2 separate regions of the Mus musculus genome follow, and region 2 is linked to region 1. The links are chromatin contacts, called in public Hi-C maps. All regions are on one chromosome and are shown on one strand. The core of a region is the stretch at or near the end of the contact, and the rest is flanking DNA. Distances in the headings are between cores, read along the strand shown.

What was found. A called contact is a pair of places that touch in the nucleus more often than the background predicts.
Region 2: a contact with region 1 is called in a Hi-C map of the G1E-ER4 cell line, with 3 times the contacts expected there. The contact joins two enhancer-like sites. A contact is called at or near these places in 2 of 484 Hi-C or Micro-C datasets (the G1E-ER4 cell line and embryonic stem cells).

The regions. Positions count from the first base shown.
Region 1 is chr3:79,477,269-79,480,142 of GRCm38.p6, forward strand. Fnip2 (folliculin interacting protein 2) reads right to left here. Exons shown (of 17, transcript NM_001162999.2): 14 at 2,219-2,375. Among named protein-coding and RNA genes, the nearest start is that of Gm36442, 33 kb to the right of the region's middle. Within about 2 kb of position 1,438, at least 9 of the 459 cell types and tissues checked have an H3K27ac peak or open chromatin away from gene starts, as enhancers often do. A contact at or near this core is called in the G1E-ER4 cell line, where this site is marked.
Region 2 is chr3:79,810,668-79,813,367 of GRCm38.p6, forward strand. It overlaps Tmem144 (transmembrane protein 144), which reads right to left. Exons shown (of 12, transcript NM_001379543.1): 12 at 1,897-2,700. Among named protein-coding and RNA genes, the nearest start is that of Gm26420, 23 kb to the right of the region's middle. Within about 2 kb of position 1,389, at least 8 of the 459 cell types and tissues checked have an H3K27ac peak or open chromatin away from gene starts, as enhancers often do. A contact at or near this core is called in the G1E-ER4 cell line, where this site is marked.

The DNA of each region.
Region 1 (2,874 bases), core at 188-2,687:
CTTCAAAATCAAAACTCAGGACCACCTTGATGGCGCCCCACTCGAATCCCAGGGCTTGGGAGGCAGGTGCTGGTGGACTGCTCAGAGCCTGAGGCTACACAGCGAGAGTCTGTCTCAAACAAACAAACAAACAAACAAACGCAGAACTCGTGATGATGAGTTTGTTAAATGAAATTGGAAATCTACTAATGTTATCTGAACATATGAAATTATTAAAACTTGAAGATATTTTTATGAGTCCTTTACAATTTCCTATAGCACTATGCACATGACTGCATTTTGTAAGCACTCATACCACACAAAATAAATTAGTATGCCTAATAAAATTTAACCTCTCAAGATGACTATATAAAAAAATGAGAGCTCCTACAATGTAAAAATGCTGTTTTTAAAAGGGAGAAAATGAAAATGGAAAAGCTCTAAGAGGAATGACCATGAAGGCATGGCTATTTTCTCAAACACAAGAACTGCAGAGCTAGATGTCACAATGAAAATTGAATATTCAGAAAGCAGAATTGATGACCCATTTTTAAAAATGACAAAATGTCATGAGTTGTGTCACAGATCATTTGGAGGTGGTTATCAACCAGGAGATTGTTTTTCCATGGCGGTTAGTGACTGAATCTGGGCACTTCCGAAAAAATGAGCAGCCGCTCGTGAGCTCACTGTCACTGAGGACAACCCCGCTGGCTCCTACAGCCTTGGGAGCCTCTGTCAGCAGCAGCTCTCTGGCTTGGTAAAGGTGCAAGGGGCAAAACCGACATCCACAGGAATCAAACCAACAGCACCACAGAAAGCCAACACCCAAGGGCTCTGCATATATGGATATAGGCAGGAGATGACAACATAAAACAGGGTCCTATCATGTCCCAACACACACTAAACAAAGGACAGTCACACTTAGGACAGTGCAGGAAGGTGATATCACACAAGGAGGGCCCTGTGCTTATACTATGGGATGGATAGATGACCCAACCTCTGAAATGTTAAAAGCAAGTGTGTGGTATCTGTGTTAAGAATGAAGGGAAGTTCGAGTAATTTGTAGGTAACAGAAACTTCAGTTTGACTCCAGGACTGTCGATCACAAAGTGTGGAGGACTAGGCATATTTGGGTAAGCACATGTGTGCTGGGTGGGCCCTGCCCAGACCCTAGGAACTTCCTCTACAGCTATTTACCTCTATGGCGTGCAGGATACTGATCTCTACTTCCCACCGGAGCCCTTCGTCTTACTTCATACAAGCATCCTTAGCCTGCTTAGCCTGTGTCTGCTTCATATCTGGGCAGATGCTCAAGGTCAAAGATAACCTACAATGTCTTCTTTTCTACTTTGCAAAAACCCTTCCCCTTAACAAACAAAAAGTGTGCAATGAGGAGATAAGAAAGCCAGGCTCCAACAATCTTAATGAGGAAATTAACAGGATTCTCCTTATTGCACAAGATAGCGTATGTTTCTAATTGCAAAACAGCCACGCTCGCACATCTGCCCAGCGGCAGCACAGTTAAAAACAGGTCCATCAGAATGACACGGTCTCTCTAAGTGTTCAGCTCCTGTCATGCTGGAGACAACAGAAAAGCACTTGGCAGTAGCTACAGGCGATTTTCCAGGAATACCTGTAAATCTTTCTACAGCCATCTCCACCCGGCTATCAGAGTGAGCTCAGTGACAAATCAGTTAAAGTAATTGCCTTTACAAACTTGCAAGGTTTGGATAAGAAGCAAGCCATACCCAACATCTCTGCGGTCTTCCTTCTGAAGGCATATAACTGTCACTCACCATCTGTCAATTTGTGTTGCCAGGCCAGCCCACAGCCATTCACCCCCACTTGACTACTCTGCCCGTGCTGTTCTGGCTCCAGGAGGCTGACCTCTATAGAAAATCGCAGGTCTCTACCTTTGCTGTGCCCTTGCTCTCTGGCCTCTTGCAGGAGAAACTGGAGGATGGAGGGGAGAACTGGAGGCCAGATGCTCCACCTTCCTCACTGTCCCCAGACAGGCAGTCTCTGTTCCTGCTCCAGGACTCTGCAGCTCTGCCATTACCTGCTTTTCCTTTGCTGAGTCTGGCCCAGCTATGCTTACAGAGTCCCCAGACCCTTAGTTCCACCTCATTGGCTGGCATGCCGCTCTATGTCCTTACAAGCAATCCTTTATGCAGATGCTTTCAGTGTAAGATCAAGAGCCTGCTGCTGGCCATCGTGTGGCTCTAAGCTGGTCACTTACGTGCACCGTGTGGACCAGATCAGCTGCCAGGCACTGCTTCAGCTTCTCATCGCTGCTGGTTCCATGCAGCACCAGATCAGGCATGTACGTGGCACAGTAACCTGCCAGAAGTGAGCGGCCAAAATTTCTAACATTTGCCTTGCTGGTGCTCTGAGACCTAGAACAACATTTGAAATATTAAACACATAGCTAAAAAAAAAAAAGAAAGGACACACTTTTCATATTACAGTGGAAACAAAACCTCCAATGATACAAGAAAATAGTTTTCCTGTAGTTCAAATCAGGGTCCTCTAGTAAAAAGACTATAAGTATGAGAAAACAGGGGGGTTGGGAGAAAAGGAGGTAATTTTTATTAAAATGGAATCCTAAAAAAATATACTATTTCCATGGCTAGTTAAAACTTCATTCTTAAGCTAGATGTGGAGGTGCCTGTCCTCAGTTTAAGGCTACATAGTGAGACTTGTCTAAAGAACTTAGGAACCTGCTCTTATATATCATACTGAACGTGTAACAGAAGGCCTCTGTCAGAGGGATAAGAGTGAGGCTGGGGATCATAGTGCCAGTATGGCTTTATGAATCCAACCTATCTGCAGAAAGTAGTGCCCACCACAATGAAGAAGAATAGAAGGAATCTTTTAATTGCAACTTTCAGTCTT
Region 2 (2,700 bases), core at 139-2,638, 330 kb after region 1:
TGCTCATGTACTTAGGGAGGGTTAAGAAGGGCTTGAAGACCGAAGCCTGTGGTGCTGGCGATAGGGGAGTTCCCTTATCTGTGATAGATACAGTGCTGATGAAAAGGCGGATTTCAAATGCATTCCTGAGTCTGCAGTATTTGAAAGCATGGCAGGCACGGTCTGGGTGGAACTCGAAGGTTGGAAGGAGCACAGAAACAGACTCAGGAAAACAAGCACCCATCTGGAAAAGGAGATCTTCCCAGTGTTCTGCCTTGTCCAAGGGTTCTTACAGAGAGCTGTAACTGCCCATGCGCTAGATTTAAATGAGATGTGCTGGAGATGTAGCAGGAGTGTAAGTGGGCTGACTGTTCACACCCGCCCCTCGGTCACTTTAGAGTTCTGAGAATGTTCACAGTAACCTTGCACGCGACGGACTTACGCTGCTAGGACACCCAGAGCTGTTTTCCTCTTTGCTTATTTTCAACCCAAAGACTGAACTTCATTGTCTATACTCAAGAGAAGTCCTGGTCTCTCCTGCTCCAGTTCTTTTAAAAATTATAAATGTGTCAAAAGATGCTGAAAATGTGTCATCTATAACAAACCCTGAGTATGTTTTCATGACTGCTTGATGCAAACAGCTTTTCTCTCCCCCAACATTAACATGCCAATCTCCTTCGAGGTCCCAAAAGCCATCTCGATAAGTCTGACACATTGTTTTTGTTTATTTGTTTTTTTGTTTTGTTTTGTTTTTTGAGGCAGGGTTTCTCTGTATATCCCTGGTTGTCCTAGAACTTGCTCTGCAGAACAGAGAGATCTGCCTGCTTCTACCTCCCAAGTGCTGGGATTAAAGAGGTGCACCCCCACCACCTGGTGAACATTGGTTTTTAATGTTTTATATAAATATACATGTGGGTCACTTTGATCACTAGCAATTTTCTTCAAGTGTATCAAACTATACACAAGGTTGTACAGCTTACTTTTTTCAACTCCATGTGACTTTTAGCACCAACAGGTATAATAGCCAGTTACACTAAATGAAGTAAGTCAGGAATAAAGGCCCATTGGTAGCTCAAAGGAAACGCTATATTGCTAAGCCCTAGATTCTTTATTTTCTGTTCTGCATGTCCCACAGTGTGAAGATCAGCCTTACGGGGTGGCTCCTTTCACTTTATGCAGTTTTGCCTCTGGACACAAGGGGGCAGGAACTCTCTGGTACAAACGTGGCTGCCATTTTCATTAAGGTTCAGTAGAAAGCACAACTTGAAAAGATCAAAACAGCAGACTCTGTTTACCACACAAGGGGAATGAAAACCTCAAACCCTCACCTCTGAGGATGAGTGGACAGAGGGGAGATTACAAAACTGCAGGAGGGGAGAGGCAAAAACAGACAGACAGACAGACCCTAAAACCTACATCAAGATGAACCCACAGAAACCAGGACAGAGAGGACTGGAAGCCCTTCCTCACTAGGCTGCCTACAACTGTGGAGCTACGTCCTTGATTAGAAAGGGTCCTGCAGCTTCTAGCCAGCACTGTTTGAGCCTTCCCCTCAGCTCATCAGCCTGAAGAGAGTGTCTCCCCTTTCCTAATAACCACATGGCCCTGTATCAAAAGATAAGGAACCCAGCAAATGCCATTGAGTGTGCTAGGACTCAGATCTGTCCCTATAACGTAACCATGAACAGTAAATTGTTTGGTAACCATTTTGGAAAAGCTTGTTTCTCCCACAATACTTTTATTAACATTGTAGGCATTGCTTGGATTGCTTGGGGTGGAATTAAGGGCTCTTTATTTTCTTTTACTGTTTTTTTTTCTCTGTAATTTCCTTACTTCCCATTTAAAATTGGCCACCTCACAAAGAATAAAGGCTGCCCACCATGAAATTCTAAATATATATCTAAAGAAGAAAAGAAATAGTTTTTCTGTCATGTTTATTCAGAAATTGCCATACCATCACAATTTAATGACATTTCAAGTAAAAACTGAAATAGAAAAAAGACATTGTTAATATCAAACATTATTTGTGTGAGCAATTCAATGATTAGAAGGGACTCCAGGGATGTTTCTGATTTGGCAAGACAAAGTTCAATTGGGCTGAGGGTGGTAAGTCCAGTAGTTTTTATAAGTTGTAAGTTTTTCCTACCTGTAAACGTTGTTTCCCCTTGATTAACATGTAGTAACAATAGCAAAGAAGTTTAGAGTGTTTGTCAGGCAAGGAGACATTTGGACAACAGAATTCAAGGCACATGCTATCGCTAGCCCTCCTTCCCAGGAAGCCTGCCATGCCGAGAGAGCTCTCAGGTCCAAAGCTGCACAACTCAGACGGAGCATCTGAGGTTTAAGCCGAGGCAGGTGCAGGATGCTATTCTGTTGCTCTGGCACAACAAAGTACTGCAATATCAGGAGAGAATGGGTGAAAGGCACAGCCAAACACCATTATTCTATTAAGGGTGCAGAGAGCATGATTGTGAGCAATGTGCCTGTGTTTTTTTTTTTTTCCCTTAAAGAATCAAATCAATATATATGCTACCTTCTTTTGTCTCCTGGAAATCAGTTAAAATAGGGTCAAAAGAAACACTTCCAGTTAAAATGATCTTTTAAGTAACTGTGTTTAAGGAGGAAAAAATTAGTTGTGCAGTCAAACAAGTCGGCTTCCTTTAAGTTGAACGTGATGAACTAAAACTGCTATTTCAGCAACTCTAGAATGTGTCCAAATCT